5 separate regions of the Mus musculus genome follow, and all the other regions are linked to region 1. The links are chromatin contacts, called in public HiChIP or PLAC-seq and promoter capture Hi-C maps. All regions are on one chromosome and are shown on one strand. Each heading gives the region's core, a stretch centred on a gene start, on an enhancer-like site or on the middle of the called end of the contact. The rest is flanking DNA. Distances are from core to core; before and after follow the strand shown. Region 1 holds the start of Birc5 (baculoviral IAP repeat-containing 5). Region 2 holds the start of Ube2o (ubiquitin-conjugating enzyme E2O). Region 3 holds the start of Cbx4 (chromobox 4). Region 4 holds the start of Prcd (photoreceptor disc component). Region 5 holds the start of Cbx2 (chromobox 2).

Region 1 (2,921 bases), core at 235-2,734:
GAATTCACTGGGCTCAAGGACTGAGGCCAGGGGAGTCACCATGGGAAGGTGAGAGAAAGAACACATGTAGAGAGAGAAGAAGAGAAGTCCAAAATGCCTGGATTATATAGGGTGGAGCCTCTGGGGGGAAGGGCTGCCCAGTTCCTGGGCTGGAAGTTCAGAGTTGGGGGCAAAGTATGCCAGGGAGGGAGTGAGGGATGCTGGGAGAGCCTGGAGTCCAGGTCTGCTTTGATATGTAGAATAAGCACCTCAGTTCCTACTCCTGGGGTCTGAAACCAAACAGGGGCCACTGAAATGGCCCAGGTGAGGATGCTTGCTGCCAAACCTGCTCACCTGAGCTCAATTCCAGGGACCAACACAATAAGAGAGAAGTTATCCCCCCAAGCTGTCTTGACACCAACATCCACCATGACACCCACATCCAAACATACACAAATAGAAATATAAATTAAGTAATAATAACATATTTAAAAATTTGGTTGGGCAGTGGTGCTGCACGCCTTTAATCCCAGCACTTGGGAGGCAGAGGCAGGCGGATTTCTGAGTTCGAGGCCAGCCTGGTCTACAGAGTGAGTTCCAGGACAGCCAAGGCTGCACAGACAAACCCTGTTTTAAAACAAAAACAAAACACAACAAAAAAACCTCAGGCAAAACCATGCATGTTGGCAACACTCAGGAAACCAAGGCAGAAATTGAGAATTCAAGACTAGTCTGAGCTGTATAACTGGAACACTTGAGCAAGAAGCATGCTCTTCTACTAAATACAAATGGTTTGTCCCAACTCCAGTTCAACCCAAAAGGCTCTCAATGGAAGGGGAACACCAGGAAACCCACCGAGAGTAGCCTGTGGGACTTACATCGGGTTGTCATCGGGTTCCCAGCCTTCCAATTCCTTAAAGCAGAAAAAACACTGGGCCAAATCAGGCTCGTTCTCGGTAGGGCAGTGGATGAAGCCAGCCTCCGCCATCTGAAAATGACAGCTCGTGAGCGGGATCAACAGTCTGACCTTATCCCATGATTCCCAGAGATCGTTCCGGGCCGAGAACTGAGGACAGTGGGAAGAGGCCCGGAGGCTAACAGTGGTTCAGGCAGAGGGTGGGGAGAGCGGGGGGGGGGGGTGGCCTCGTGGAGGACAGAGCAGAGCAAAGCAGCCTGGCTAACAGTACGAAGCGAGGGTGGGGATAGCGGGTTCTGATCCCGGGTCACACAACTAAGGCACCGTCGGGCCCAGGGTGGAGTCGCTGGAAGCTGGGACTCACTCGCTCTGGGGTGCAGGCGCAGTCCTCCAGGAAGGGCCAGTTCTTGAAGGTGGCGATGCGGTAGTTCTTGAGGTACAGCTGCCAGATCTGGGGCAGCGCCGGAGCTCCCATGATGGCGTCACCACAACCTCCGCCAAGACGACTCAAACGCAGGATTCAAATCGCGCGGGCGGAGGCGCGCCGCAGAGCATGCCGGGAGAGCCCCGGCCCCACGCCCTCGCCCGCTGCCTTCTGGGAGTGGACGGCGCGAGGCGAGCCGGGAAAGTCCCGCCCCACGCCCATCTGCGCCTGGCCTTGTGGGCGTGGCGGGCGCAGGGCATGCTGGGAGTTGTACCTTCTGCTGCGGTTCCTTCTTGCTATTCTGACTCGAATCTTCCGCAGCTGCTCCCCAGAGGACACGGAGGGTGGCCGAGGGCGGTGGACGGGCCTGGGGCACCTCTTTAAAGCATGTCCGCTGCAAGTCCCATGTGCTCTGCAGGTTCTTCCTGCCTCAAGGTTTGCAGGATTTGGCCAGCTAGATATCGGAATGGAAGTGCCTCGGACCCACCCACAGGCTGGTGGAGGGGCGCCCTTAGGAAGACAGGAGACCCTCCTCCCTGCAGCAGCCGCCATCCTTCCTATAGACACCCTGGGATGGAGGCGGGGTCTGTATGTCCCAGCGCTGGAAAAGAAAGTCAATGGGTGTCTATTTCTGAGACCATCGGCCTGGCTCAGACCAAAGGGAAGCAGCCATACACCGCAAGAGAGTCCAGGAGCAGAAGAAAAATACTGCTTCCTGGGTGTGACTGTTGGCTGCTGAGCCTGCCTTGCTGCGGGCCCGTTTTCAGTGTCTCTGTTCCTGTCGGGCGGCCTGTGGTTGCAGTGGCTTCTAAAGAGCTTCACACTGCAGACAGCAGGCTGGGCATGCCCCGAACACAGCCCAGGTTGGCGTTGCAAACGAGTGCCCTGATAATTCGGTTTCCTTTTCAATAAATCTCAGTAGGCTTCCTGCCAGTGGGCCTCCAATGAGCTCCAGGCCACCTCACAGATTGTGAGGAAGAACAGATCATACCACATAGGCAGCTGGAACAAGAGGGGTTTTGTCACGTCCCGAAGAAACATGGATCAAGTATCAATTCCTGTGGCTCCCCCCAGCTCTTCTCACCCTGCCCCTATCCTAAACCTCACCAGTCCAGCGTTTGAGCTTCTCTTCCCTGTATAGACCAGCCATTTCTACAGCTTGCTCCCTTGGTCTGAAACTTTCCACTTCTCTCTTGGTCCTCTTCCCTCTCTCATCTCTTCCTCTCCTCTCTCATGGCCCGGTTCAGATAGGACTCTTCCCTGTAGTGAGAATTTGAGTTTCTCTAAAAGCCCAGTTATGTTTTATGAATGTGTTTTTGTTTTAATCCCAGGTGTGGAGTAAGAGGTGGCTTCCCAGCAAATAATTAGGGTTTGCCTTGCGCAAGGGTGTGATTTTTGCCAACTTCAGGAGAGCGTTTATTGTTTGGAATTCTGGGAAGTCTTTAGAGGGTATAAATGCCTTGAGCCCTGAGAGAGACAGGGGTGCTCTGAAGAGGCTGCTCCTCCCCCTGCTGTTCCCCGTGCTCCCACTGCTTGCTGCTGCTCCTGCTCCCCGACCCTGCTGCTGCTCCACCTGCTGCTCCTGGTTACTGTTGTTGCAGT
Region 2 (2,921 bases), core at 203-2,702, 1.3 Mb after region 1:
AGGAGTGAGGGCACATACCTGTAGTACTCACTAGGGAGGCAGACACTGGCAGATCTCTGTGTTTGAAACCAGCCTGGTTTACAGTGTGAGTTTACATAGATAGGTGGATTTCTGAGAGTCCAGGCCAGTCAGGGCTGCATAGTAAGACTCTGCCTCTTTTTTCTTTTCTTTTCTTTTCTTTTCTTTTCTTTTCTTTTCTTTTCTTTTCTTTTCTTTTCTTCTTTTCTTTTCTTTCTTTCTTTCTTTCTTTCTTTCTTTCTTTCTTTCTTTCTTTCTTTCTTTCTCTCTTTCTCCCCCCCCCACCTTTTTTTGATTTTTCAAGACAGGGGTTTTCTAATATATATATATATATATATATATAAAATTTTAAATTTCAATTAATTTTATTTATTTATTTTGGTTTTATTTTGTAGCCCTGGCTGTCCTGAAACTCACTTTGTTTGGTTTTTTTAAAGGCATTTTTTATTAGATATTTTCTTCATTTACATTTCAAATGCTATCCCCAAAGCCCCCTATACCCTCCCCTGTCACTTTGGGTTTTGTTTTTGTTTTTGTTTTTTGTTTTTGTTTTTGAGACAGGGTTTTTCTGTTTAGTCCTGGCTGTCCTGGAACTCACTCTGTAGACCAGGCTGGCCTCGAACTCAGAAACCCGCCTGCCTCCCAAGTGCTGAGATTAAAGGTGTGTGCCACTGCCTTGCAAGACTCACTTTGTAAGTCATGGCTGGCCTCGAATTCACAGATATCCTCCTGCCTCTGCCTTCCAAGTGCTGGGATTAAAAGCATGTGTCATAACTAAACCGCATTTAAAAAATTTTTGTTTGGCTTTTTTATTCTTTTGTTTGTTTTTACTTTTCGAGACAGGGTTTCTCTGTGTAGCCCTGGCTGTCCTGGACTCACTCTGTAGACCAGGCTGGCCTAGAACTCAGAAGTCCATCTGCCTCTGCTTCCCCAGTGCTGGGATTAAAGGCGTGCGCCACCACTGCTTGGCTTGTTTGGCTTTTTCGAGGCAGGGTTTCTCTGTGTAACCTGGACTTGCTTTGAGACCAGGCTGGCCTAAAACAGAGATGGGCTTGCCTCTGCCTCCTGAGAGCTGGGGGTTAAAGGCGTGGCCACCACGTCAGACCCGGGCATAATTTTTTTTTAAGAAATTACAGTCAGTTTTGCGTGCAGTCCCCGCCCCTCAACTCCGGTAGACCAGTACCCTTCCTCAGGCCCCTAATCCATCTTCGTTCCTGCAGCCCTGCCACGCCCCGCGGCAGTCCTTCCACCCCCGCCCCAAGCATCTTCAGCGTCCCCTAGCGACCGGGCGGCGGCTCCTAGCAACAGCATCCCGGCGCCCTAACGACGGCGGCACGCAGGCCTACGTCAGCGCGCTCGGCCCCGCCCCCGCGCCGCCGGCCCCGCCTCCCCGCGCCTTAGGCTGCCGCCGCCGCTACCGCCGCCGCTGTCGCTGCTGCCGCCGCCCGAGACTCGCGCAGAGCAGTTATGGCGGATCCCGCAGCGCCCGCACCCGCCCAGGCCCAGGCCGCCGCCGCCCCGACCCCGGCCGCAGCCCCCGCCGCCGCCGCCCCGCCGCCCGCGCCCGCTACGGACTCGGCCTCAGGGCCGTCCTCCGACTCCGGCCCCGAAGCAGGCTCACAGCGCCTGCTGTTCTCCCACGACCTGGTGTCCGGCCGTTACCGCGGCTCGGTGCACTTCGGGCTGGTACGCCTCATCCACGGCGAGGACTCGGACTCGGAGGGCGACGATGACGGCCGCGGCAGCTCGGGCTGCTCCGAGGCCGGGGGCGCGGGCCACGAGGAGGGCCGGGCCAGCCCTCTGCGGCGCGGCTACGTGCGCGTCCAGTGGTACCCGGAGGGCGTCAAGCAGCATGTGAAGGAGACCAAGGTGAGGCGGGCCGGGGCGGTCGGCAGGGCTCGGGGAGGGGAACGCCGCCTCGTCGCCCGGTGCACCGTCATCACACCGGCCTGGGCGCGCACGCCGGCAGGGCTGCTCCGGGCGAGGGGAGGGGCCTTGCGAGCGATGCTCGGCTGTGGTGTTGGCCTCGGGGTGATGGACGCGCACGGATGCCCGTGGGGACCTCCTCGGGCGCTGAGGCGCGTTCGGCGTTACACTAGTGCGGCGTTTTTTGCTTACAACCCCCACCGCTAAAGGAGGTCCGTGCTGCATTGTGCTTTCCGAAGGGAAGGCCGTGCCGGGGAGGGCTTGGCTGTGGGTATTCCAAAACAAAGATAGAGGTGAAAACCCAAGAAGTTGAGCAGATGCTGACGGAATGCATGGTGGGGCAGCGGCCCCACGTCTTTTTTGTTGTAACCCCTCTGCATCCTTTGAATTGCCTCGGAGAACTTTATGAGGGAAATGATGAACCAGTCCAGGGCCATGATATTAATAGTACTGAGGGAGATGGTGGCAGCTGCGACTGGGTGTCTAGGACTTCTTGGGGTGGGGTGGCCTATGAAATCGTGGACAGAAGAGAGAGGGACCAATGGGAAAAGCTGCATCTTGTTTTTTCGTTCTTTTGGTTTTAACCTGGGGCTCTTAAGCAAATACCACATTCTCCCACTGTTCGGGAAAGAGGCTTGTGAATGGAGCAGTTCTACAAGAGCGGACTGACATCATAAACCTAAGCCAAGATTGGTTTGCAGGCTTGTTTTCCTGAGTGTGTGGTTTTGTATCTGTCTCTCACATATCTTTACCTCACAGCTCCTCCTGTCCTGCCCCTCCCCATCAGGAAACATTTCTAAGCATGAATCAGGTCCCTGGAAGTGAGAGATCTGCTTTGGGGGAAGGCTGTTAAGTCACTGTTTTTTGCAGTGCTGAGGGTTGAACCCAGGAACTTGATGCTAAACCTCCAGCACTTTGACGTAGAGCTACGTCCTAAACCATTCTACTTTATTTTGAGAGTAAACCTTGCCAACTTG
Region 3 (2,921 bases), core at 165-2,664, 1.2 Mb before region 1:
CAGCCAAGGGATTGCGCAAGCTTCCTGCTCCACGTTCTTCAGGAGCCCTGAGCTGGGGCCCCGGACGCACCACAGGCAAGGCACACCCTTACCCTCCCACTTAGAATGGCATGTTCTCTGTCAAGTCTACCCACTGCGACCCCACGGATCTCCCAGGCCCACTGTGGCGCCCTCGGAAGGCCGCGTCTGGCGCAGCAGCTCCCCCAGCCGGACGCTGGCGCTGAATACCCCTGAACGTGCGGGGCTGGCCGGCTCCGAGGTGCTAAACTTCACACTCCAGGGCTCCAAAGGCCGCGTCAGCAGGGCTTGGCTGTCAGAGACCAGAGGACGGGAATTCAGGAAGACACTGTGGCTCCTTGGCCATTTCCCCTCCCCTTCTCGCAGTCCACTCATCCACCAACCCTCCGCCTCAACATCTACTTGGTCCTCCCCACTCTTACTTTTGAGGCTCTTCCATGAAGCCCCACGAAGTCCCCTTGGACCCCCCAGACTCATTCACCCCCATATTCATTCTCTCTCTCTCTCTCTCTCTCTCTCTCTCTCTCTCTCTCTCTCTCCCCCTCTCTCTCTCTCGCTCTCTCTCTCTCTCTCTCTCTCTTCTCCCAGCATCTCAGACTAAGCAAGAGGCCTTGCTTAGAAACTGCCCCTTCCCCGCGAATGAGTGAACCAAGTGTAAATTAGAAGCCGTTCAGAATCTTGGGTGGCATCGGATTCAGAGCCCCTTTCTGCTGAGGTTCTTGAGTGCTAAATGCCCCGTGGCCAGCTGTTTCTTTGTCCCTGTCTTCGCCTCTCCGTGCTCCTCCACTTGTCCAAGTCCTCAGTCTTCTGGCTCTTTCTCTCCCCACCTCGCGGCCTAAATGCCCAGAGACTGGCGGGGCGGGGCGGTGGGCACCGAGGGTGGGGTCCTGAACTGCCCCCGCCTCCATTCCGCCCCCTGCCGGAAAGTCCCCTGTGCTTCCAGAGCTCTGCTGGACAGATGTAGTTGGGAGCAACTGTAAAGTGCAGCGGGTGCTTCCGTGGCCCCCAGCAGGGATCCCCGGGCCTTGCACAAGCAGAAACAGAGGCCGAGGGTGGGGACGGGAGAGTCCCAAGTGTCCGGCTGCGGATCAGAGTGGGCCCGGTCGAGGTGCCCACCCTGGCCGCCTAGGCAGAGACACCTCTATTCCGCGGCCCCAGCTCACTTTCCCGGCTCTCAGATCCCTCCCCTGCACCTCCCCGCGCCCTCCTCCTCCCCAGCCTCCTCCCGCGCCCTCCTCCTTCCCTGCTGCCCAGACCGGGGGCCTCGGGTAGGCCGGGCTGCGCCAATCCGAGGCGCGTCCCGCCTCCTGACGCCGAGCTGGGCCCTGCGAGGCCCCGCCCGCTGACGTCCGGGATTTGCATGAGTTCTCGTGCCGCGGCGGCCCGGGCTCAGTTGTCTGAGCGAGCGAGCGAGCGAGCGAGCGCGAGCTGAGAGCCGGCGGGTGCAGGCAGCGGCGGCGGCGGCGGCGGCCAGGCTGTTGAGGGGCGAGTGGCGGCGGCGGGGGCCGGGCGCGTGGCGAGGTCCACGCGCAGGATCGTATCGGGGCGCCGGCGGGAGCTAGCTGTGTCTGCAGCCGCGCCGGCCGCTTGCGCCCCTGAGCGCTCGGGTTCGGCCATGGAGCTGCCAGCTGTTGGCGAGCACGTCTTCGCGGTGGAGAGCATCGAAAAGAAGCGGATACGCAAGGTAGGGGTGGCGCGCGGGTGGCGGCGCCGAGGCGCGGGAGCGGCGGCGGGAGCAGCGAGCGAGAGGCGCGGAGGGGGTGGGGAGGCTGCGGGCCGGAGCCGGGGATCCCGCGGAAGCTGATGGAGTGCTGTCTCTTCCCCCCCTACAGGGCAGAGTGGAGTATCTGGTGAAATGGAGAGGCTGGTCCCCCAAGTAAGTGGCGGCGGGGGCCGGGTGCCTCGGCACCAAGCGCCCTGGCCAGCAGACCCGTGGAGCTGGTGGGGTGGTGGGGGAGCGGACGGGAGGCGGGGTGGAGGTGGGGTGGAGAGAGGAGGGGGTGGGGAAGTCGGTGGCAGGCACTGGGAAGCGGAGCAGCCGAGCCCGAGCCGGGCGCCCTGTGTTGTGCTCCGCTCTCCGGGAAATGCCATCACTAATTTATGCGCTAAAAGGAGCCGGAGGAGCTGGAGAGACGCGGGGCCGAGCCCGGGAGGCCGGCGGAGGGAGGGAGGGCGCAGGCACTGACTGATGTGCAGCAGAAAATGGCTCCTTTCCCCTTTCCCTCCACCGAACGGCTCCATATTGCAAAACCAAAAAAAAAAAAAAAAATTTTTTTTAAAAGCGACGAAAATGCAATTGTATGCGTCCTCCCTCCTGGTGGTGCAGGGTAGGGAAGAAAAAAGACAGAAAATGTTGGGAACTGTCACTGCAGCTCTTTCGATGGGGAATTTTTTTTTTAATTTGAAATGCGAAGGCACCGGATGGAGACAGGCGCAGGCACACACACACACACACACACACACACACACACACTCGGAGAGGGAGAGGGAGAGGGAAAGAGAGGCATATTTTTGTACTGCTGAGTATTTGGGGTTTGCTTGCCAGTGACAGCGGTCTCCTGGGCCTTGAGGGGGGCGCTGAGCTGTGAGTTACCGGATTAGGGGTCCAATGCAGACCAGCTGAAGCCCTACTGGAGACTTGGGCTGGGGATAGGGAGGGGGACTGCGACTTTGCTTTTGGGCTGCTTTGCACGGAGGGTTTCTGGAGAGGAAAGTGGCCTTGGAACACGTCACAGTAACATGCTTAAAATTCTTGACGACTGCAAAATAAACTGCTAGTTTCGTTTTCTTCACCCCCTCCTTTCCTCCTGCCCTTGTGTGTGTATTTTAACTTGGGGGGTAATCAAGGGCCATGTTAAGCCTTAAGAAACCTACTGTCTACCCTCCACATCCATAGCCTTTGA
Region 4 (2,921 bases), core at 193-2,692, 1.2 Mb after region 1:
GGAGGACGGCCATGCAGACGGGAGTACCACTATGCAGCCCAGAGTACAGCTAGCACGAGTTCCCAGTTCCACTGTGCTTCCGCAGCTGTGCAGCTGTTGTCCACAACTCCAGCTTTAGGGGGCATGGTATGTGTTTACCCGCCCACACTGACTTGAGCCAAGTTAGTAAGGACACCCTCCTCCTGTGGGCCCCAAATCCTGAAGGCCCGGGAGATCTTTTTTGCCCTTTGTTTTCACTAAAAGTGAGAGTTGATCTTGGGATCCTGCCCATGCTAGGGAGTCCACGGGACATAACCTTACACATAGGTACTAAATTGACACTTTTGTAGTGTCTTGACGGGCGTGGAGACTCTGGAAAACCAGGGAAGGAAAAGTCAGGAAGAATGCACAACTTTGCCTCCCCAAAGGCCACATGGCTGCAACCTAAGGAAGAGTTAACTTTCAGGCCATTGGAGACAGCGTCCTGCCCGCAGGGGCAGCCCAGCCAATGACACTTAGTGTCGATGACGTCATGCACCTCCTGCGCCTTCTATTGGGGACTGGACAGCGAATCCTGCTGGAGGTTCAGGCAACGGAGCTGCAGAGCCCGTCCGTGGCAGAGGAAGGAGGAGGAGGAGGGCCAAGGACAAGAGAGCAGCAAATCGACCCAGAGTGGCTCCTGCCTCCTCCCTCTGCTCCCTGCTCCTCCAACAGAAGGTCCTCCTGGGGACTGCCCCACACTCACATCACAGAAGCAAAGCCACACAGCATTGGTTCAGAAAAGAGGAGCAAGGACTCCCTCTGCCACCTAACCTGCCCACTACACAAGGAGTGACTGGTGAGGGCTAGGGCTAGGGCTAGAACTCGGTATTTGAGTGCCTGTGCGCGCATGCGCACACAAACACAGGCGCACACACCAATAGTTTCCTTAGCACTACTTTCCCCACTCCTGACTCTCTTTCACCTGCCGGTAGATTGAAGGTCTGTGTCTGAGCCGCTGCCCACGACTGTCCCGTCCACTCTGCTGGGCTCTCTGGAAGGGAAGAGCAGGCAAGAGAACCTGTAGGCAGTGCTCAGCCCCTGCCCCACCCCTTTACCACAGTCCAGCAGCACAGCACTGGCTGCTCCAACCCACACCACTAGCTCCAAGAGGGACCCCTCCAGGGTGTCCTTTGAATTCCTTTCCAGACCAGCTTGTCTGTAACTCTCCCTGGTGGTCCCTCCCACCCACGACCCCAATCCACAGCCCCATCAGTTTCTCACGGTTCCACTCGGTTGGTAAATCTACGGCGCCACAGCATGGCCAAGCTGAACAGGAAGAGGGTGGTGCACATGGCTCAGCTGCCCCATCCCCACCGACGACCAACTCCGCTGAAGAAGGCCACAGGGCCGGGGAGCCACAATGGCCAGCCTACCTCTCCCAAGCCACCGCTGTGTTTCCTGAAGTTCCTGGGAAGGGATTAGGACGTTCAAGCTGATTAGTGGAGTGGGCAGACCTGACCTTGTGAAGAGAGATTAAACTCACCAGGCCCAAGATCTCCCCTCTAGTGGCAGAGTAAGTCAGCCTCCTTCAAGGCATGCCAGGTAACCCTGAGTGCCCCTCCAGAATGTTCTACCCAGAACATTCACTACTATCCGGGCTTTGGCATCAAGGCACGTAGTGCAATCGAGCTAAGTGAGCTACTTCCATACACTGTTAAATGTACCTGCAGAGCACTTGAGGACTTAGAAGCATCAAGGATAGCTTCAAAGAGGATCTGGGGCCTTGGCCCGGTGACAAAGACCTGTAAGCCACTGGGGAGGGGAGGAGCACCTCAAGTTCAAAGCCTGGCTGAGCTCCAGAGAGCTCTGAGGCCAGCCTGGGAAACCTAATGAGAGTGTCTCAAAGAGCTCTGAGGCGATAACTCTGTAGCAGAGTACTTGCCTGGGGTTCCAAGGCCCTAAGTTCAGTCTCCCATACGGGAGAGAAAGAGTGAGCTATCACAGGAGGTGTCTGAACGTGCAGGTGCCAGAGAAGGACGGGCCCTCAGCCAACTCTGCCGGGCTGCTGACATGAAAGCTTGCCAGTCTTCAGGGACCGAGGCTGCGAGGCAGGGGAGTTGCACTGTCGCAGCCAAGGCAGGAGAGAATGGCAGAGAGGAGAAGAGATGGATGATGGGACCAGGAGGACCAGAGAGTAGAGCGTGTGTGTGTGTGTGTGTGTGTGTGTGTGTGTGTGTGTGTGAGTGTGTGTGTGTGTGTGCTCGAGCACGTGTGTGCGTGTGTGTGAGAGTATGTGCATGTGTGTGAGAGTGTGTGCGTGCACATGTGTGTGTGCGTGTGTGTGTGCGTGTGTGTGTGTGTGTGTGTGTGTGTGTGTGTGCATGCGTGCGCGTGCACCAGGCCTCCCCTGCACCTTCTGAGCTTTCCTAATTACACTCCCTTTGCAGTAAAAGGCAGAGTCGAGGTGTGCACACAGACAGAACTATAAATTCTATCTTATATAACAATCTTATGTAATTTAGATACAAATTATAAGCTTATCAATTATATACTAGACTACTGTACCAATATAATCCTATGTTATGGAGATACAACAGTCAGAGGAGAAGTTGAGAATCGATAGAAATACTCTTTGCACATCCCACCTGGACCTCCTGGGCAACTAGCTGCCTTGGGCAGTAGGGCTTGAGTCAGCAACACAGGGCTGAGACAAGGGCTGAGTGATGCTGGGACCTAAACCCACCTGGGCCATCACCTCTCCAGGACCTTCAGTTTTCCTTCCTAAACAAGGTGGGAGGTAATGTCTCCTGGCCAGGAGTAACATCAGACACCCCAACCCTGAGCTCCAGGGAGCAGCCTGCTGGGCCTATAAAGGTTCTTGTTAACCCTCTGTGACTGAACCTTCAAGTCTGTGTTTTTTAAATTTAAAATTTTTTTGTTATTAGTGTGTGTGTGTGTGT
Region 5 (2,921 bases), core at 298-2,797, 1.2 Mb before region 1:
AGAACTGTAATTACAGAAGTGACCTCAGCACTTTCAAGGCTTGGGCAAAACATCAAACACATGACTTTGCACTCTGGGCCCTCCCTCTCCTGCACCATGGCACACGCACACCGTGGCAGGGGCAGAGGTGTGCTTTTTACAACAAGCTTCCAGCTTCAAGTGCTATTAGTGCCGACCAAAAGCTACTCCACAGAAAAGGCCAAGAGAAACCAGAGGCTGTCTGTGAGGCCTTAAAGTGCTCCACCACAGGCTTCCCCACACCACAGCCCCAGGCCACTGTGTCACCAGCCAATTCCACCCAACTCTCCCCTCCTCCAGAGTTCTCACTTCTTCTGGAAGGCTAGGAGCAGCCTCGGGTCCAAAATGTTCTCTTCTGGCTCCCAGCTGTTGTGTCTGGAAAAGCAAAGCAAAGGGGGGTGGGCGGGCTGGTGAGCAGCATCCAGGTGGGCTGCCGGGGACAGCTCCCACAGCCCCGCTGGGACAAGGGGCACTGCGGCAGAGGCTGTCCTCTGAGGTCTTAGAAGTCCTTAAAGTTAGTTAGCATCCCAGCCTCAAACCCACAGGCAAACTGCCACCTCAAACCCCAGCAGGCCAGGAGAGGACTCGACAGTCTACACTGGGAGGAAAACAAACCCCAACAAAGAGCAAAGCTGCCGAGGGAATCCCCTGGGCCTGGCCCGGAGCCAGGGAGGGGAGGGAAGGCAGGTAGGGGAGGGGGAGCCGGGGGGCACAGACGGAACAAAGTGGAGGATACCACCGAGAGCGCGGGCAGGGCACCGGGTTTGGGGAGTGGTATCTGGAGGGGATGGGGCTCAGGAAGGAGGGTGGCGGGGCAGCTACAAAGGAAGCCCTTTCCGGAGAAGGCCGGGTCCCCGTCCCTCATTGAGAAGAAAGCAAGCTCGGGCCGGGGGTAGGAGTAGGTGGGGGAGCCCTCCCACCAGTAGGAAGCTCAGGTTACAGCAGGATAACTTGGGCAAGGGGAGGGGGCCCGCGTCCCGCGCCAGCCGCGGCCAGCTCCTGGGCGGGGGCGCATGCAACAAATGGGCGCCAGAAGCGCGCGGCGCGGAGGCGGGCCGGGCTCCAGGGACTCGGGGCTGGAGGCCGCCCTGCTCGCTCCCCGTGGGCTCGTAAACAAAGGGCAGCGCCAGTCGGCCAGAGTCCTCTGGGTCCCGAGGCACAGGACTTCCCGCCCGGGCCTGCGATGCGAGGGTTCCCACCCAGGCCGGGAGGCGCGCGCGGGAAGGCGGCCGCGCACCGGAGACTCACTTGGAGGACCAGCCGCGCCACTTGACCAGGTACTCCAGCTTGCCCTGCGGAGAGATAAGAGCGGGCGGTTAGCCCCGCAGAGCGCCAGGCGCACGCGGGGAGCGGGCGGGGGCTCACGCACCTTGCGGAGCCGCTTGCTCAGGATGCACTCGGCGGCGAAGACCTGCTCGCCCACGCTGCTCAGCTCCTCCATGCCGCCGCCCGCCGCGGCCCGCGCCCCGCAGACCCCGGCTCACTGCTGCACACAAAGCGCCGCCCCCGCCGCGCCCCGCCCCGCGCACGCGCGCCGGAGTCGCCCGCGCTGCTCTACCCGCAGCCGCCGGGCCAATAGGCGCGCCGGGCGCGCGGGGCGGGGCGCGCATTGTTCGTGGTAGCCGCGGCGGGGACCAGTCCGTGGGGTTGGGCGCTCTCTGCACTGTGTCGGGAGGCTGCGTGCTCCGGGAATCCTGGGGTCCGGCCGCTCCGGATCGCAGGTCCCTGCGGAAAGCTATTGTTTGGCCAGAGGGCGGCGAAGCGGGGAGCACGCGGCGCTTCTTGCCCCCGCCAGTGAGGGGCGCTGCTCCCCACTAGTCCTCTACCAGTCAGGGGTACAAAAAGAGTGGAAAAGTACGGGGTTCGGGAGGGGACACCGAAAAAGGAGCCTCGAAACTCTACTTAAGGTTGTAGATGAAAAATTCAGGTCACTGGAAGAAGACTGAACTCCGAACTCTTAACTAAAGAGTTGTGAAAATGGGACCTAGTTCCCCGACTTTTAGTACGCGCGTGGGGACACAACCAACTTGATTTTTTTCTTAGTTTATTTCACGATTTTGGTGACGTCGACGTGGGCCAGAGGGATCGGTGTGCAGACTTGGGTGTAACTGGATTCTTGTCACTGCTTGCTAGCTCTGCTAGTAAAGTCCTTTGGATCAATTTCCAGGGGTGGCCCCGGTCCTCCCAGGTCGCCATGGCTTAGGCGCCCTACCCATTTATTTTCCCGCTCAGACATAAATTCCGTTGAACAGTCTCCTTTGTAAGTTTTGAAGCGAGTCAAGCACATGATGAAAGAAGCGTTCTCTCATTTAATAAAGCAGAATCCAATGAAAATTCGCTTTCTGGTTTTGCCTCTTTCTTGAACAGGCTGCGAATCCAAAGTCACACCTTTGTAGGACCTTGTCTTCACGTAACCGTGAACCTATTTATGAAGGAGTAATATCTTTTGGTTGTAAAGCTTTCTGCCCTAAGAAACGAATATCGGGAAACCACTGGGTTTTAGGGTATTCTTCAGTTTAGTTGGTTGGTTAAATCTGCTTTGGAAAGAGCTCGCAGCTGTTTGCAGAGGGGGCAGGGAAAGAGACATTTTTTTTCCTTCTTTTTTCCTTCTTGAGAGCGCAATGATTGCTCATTTAGGTGCTTGGTGCAGTAGTGGATGAAGCAAGGGGGAAGAGAGCCGCTGAAGTCTCCCAGACAGCTCTTTTTGTCCCTGTTCAGATCAGCTGGGCAGTAAATGGTTGCGCTGTACAAAGGTGTGCTTATTGTAATCCTATAAATAGCTGGATCCATTTCAACTGCTGCTTGCGCTTCGGGATTCTATGGGGTGTCACATTTACTGTTAGAATCTGCCCACTATTCCCTTTCTGGAACAGGGTATACCAACACAGTTGCTTACTTATTTT

The links. Promoter capture Hi-C pulls out the DNA fragments that hold promoters and counts their contacts. HiChIP or PLAC-seq counts read pairs in DNA pulled down with a chosen protein or histone mark.
Region 2: a contact with region 1 is called in a promoter capture Hi-C map of liver, with 4 times the contacts expected there. The contact joins the promoter of Ube2o here to the promoter of Birc5 in region 1. A contact is called at or near these places in 3 of 39 promoter capture datasets (hippocampal neurons and liver).
Region 3: a promoter capture Hi-C map of liver shows a contact between it and region 1, with 4 times the contacts expected there. The contact joins the promoter of Cbx4 here to the promoter of Birc5 in region 1. A contact is called at or near these places in 1 of 39 promoter capture datasets (liver) and 1 of 115 datasets of contacts at active chromatin or transcription factors (pancreatic cancer cells).
Region 4: a FOXA1 HiChIP or PLAC-seq map of pancreatic cancer cells shows a contact between it and region 1. The contact joins the promoter of Prcd here to the promoter of Birc5 in region 1. A contact is called at or near these places in 1 of 39 promoter capture datasets (hippocampal neurons) and 1 of 115 datasets of contacts at active chromatin or transcription factors (pancreatic cancer cells).
Region 5: a promoter capture Hi-C map of liver shows a contact between it and region 1, with 3 times the contacts expected there. The contact joins the promoter of Cbx2 here to the promoter of Birc5 in region 1. A contact is called at or near these places in 2 of 39 promoter capture datasets (the C10 cell line and liver) and 1 of 115 datasets of contacts at active chromatin or transcription factors (pancreatic cancer cells).

What each region holds. Positions count from the first base shown.
Region 1 is chr11:117,847,800-117,850,720 of GRCm38.p6, reverse strand. Birc5 (baculoviral IAP repeat-containing 5) reads right to left here and starts at 1,484. Exons shown (of 4, transcript NM_009689.2): 1 at 1,260-1,484; 2 at 858-967. The coding sequence starts at 1,370.
Region 2 is chr11:116,579,978-116,582,898 of GRCm38.p6, reverse strand. Ube2o (ubiquitin-conjugating enzyme E2O) reads left to right here and starts at 1,452. Exons shown (of 18, transcript NM_173755.3): 1 at 1,452-1,887. The coding sequence starts at 1,486.
Region 3 is chr11:119,084,730-119,087,650 of GRCm38.p6, reverse strand. Cbx4 (chromobox 4) reads left to right here and starts at 1,414. Exons shown (of 5, transcript NM_007625.2): 1 at 1,414-1,702; 2 at 1,851-1,894. The coding sequence starts at 1,634.
Region 4 is chr11:116,655,629-116,658,549 of GRCm38.p6, reverse strand. Prcd (photoreceptor disc component) reads right to left here and starts at 1,442. Exons shown (of 5, transcript NM_001163318.1): 1 at 1,243-1,442; 2 at 944-1,012. The coding sequence starts at 1,313.
Region 5 is chr11:119,021,647-119,024,567 of GRCm38.p6, reverse strand. Cbx2 (chromobox 2) reads right to left here and starts at 1,547. Exons shown (of 5, transcript NM_007623.3): 1 at 1,388-1,547; 2 at 1,267-1,310; 3 at 328-393. The coding sequence starts at 1,459. It overlaps Gm35829 (a long non-coding RNA gene), which reads left to right and starts at 729. Exons shown (of 3, transcript XR_389218.4): 1 at 729-1,295.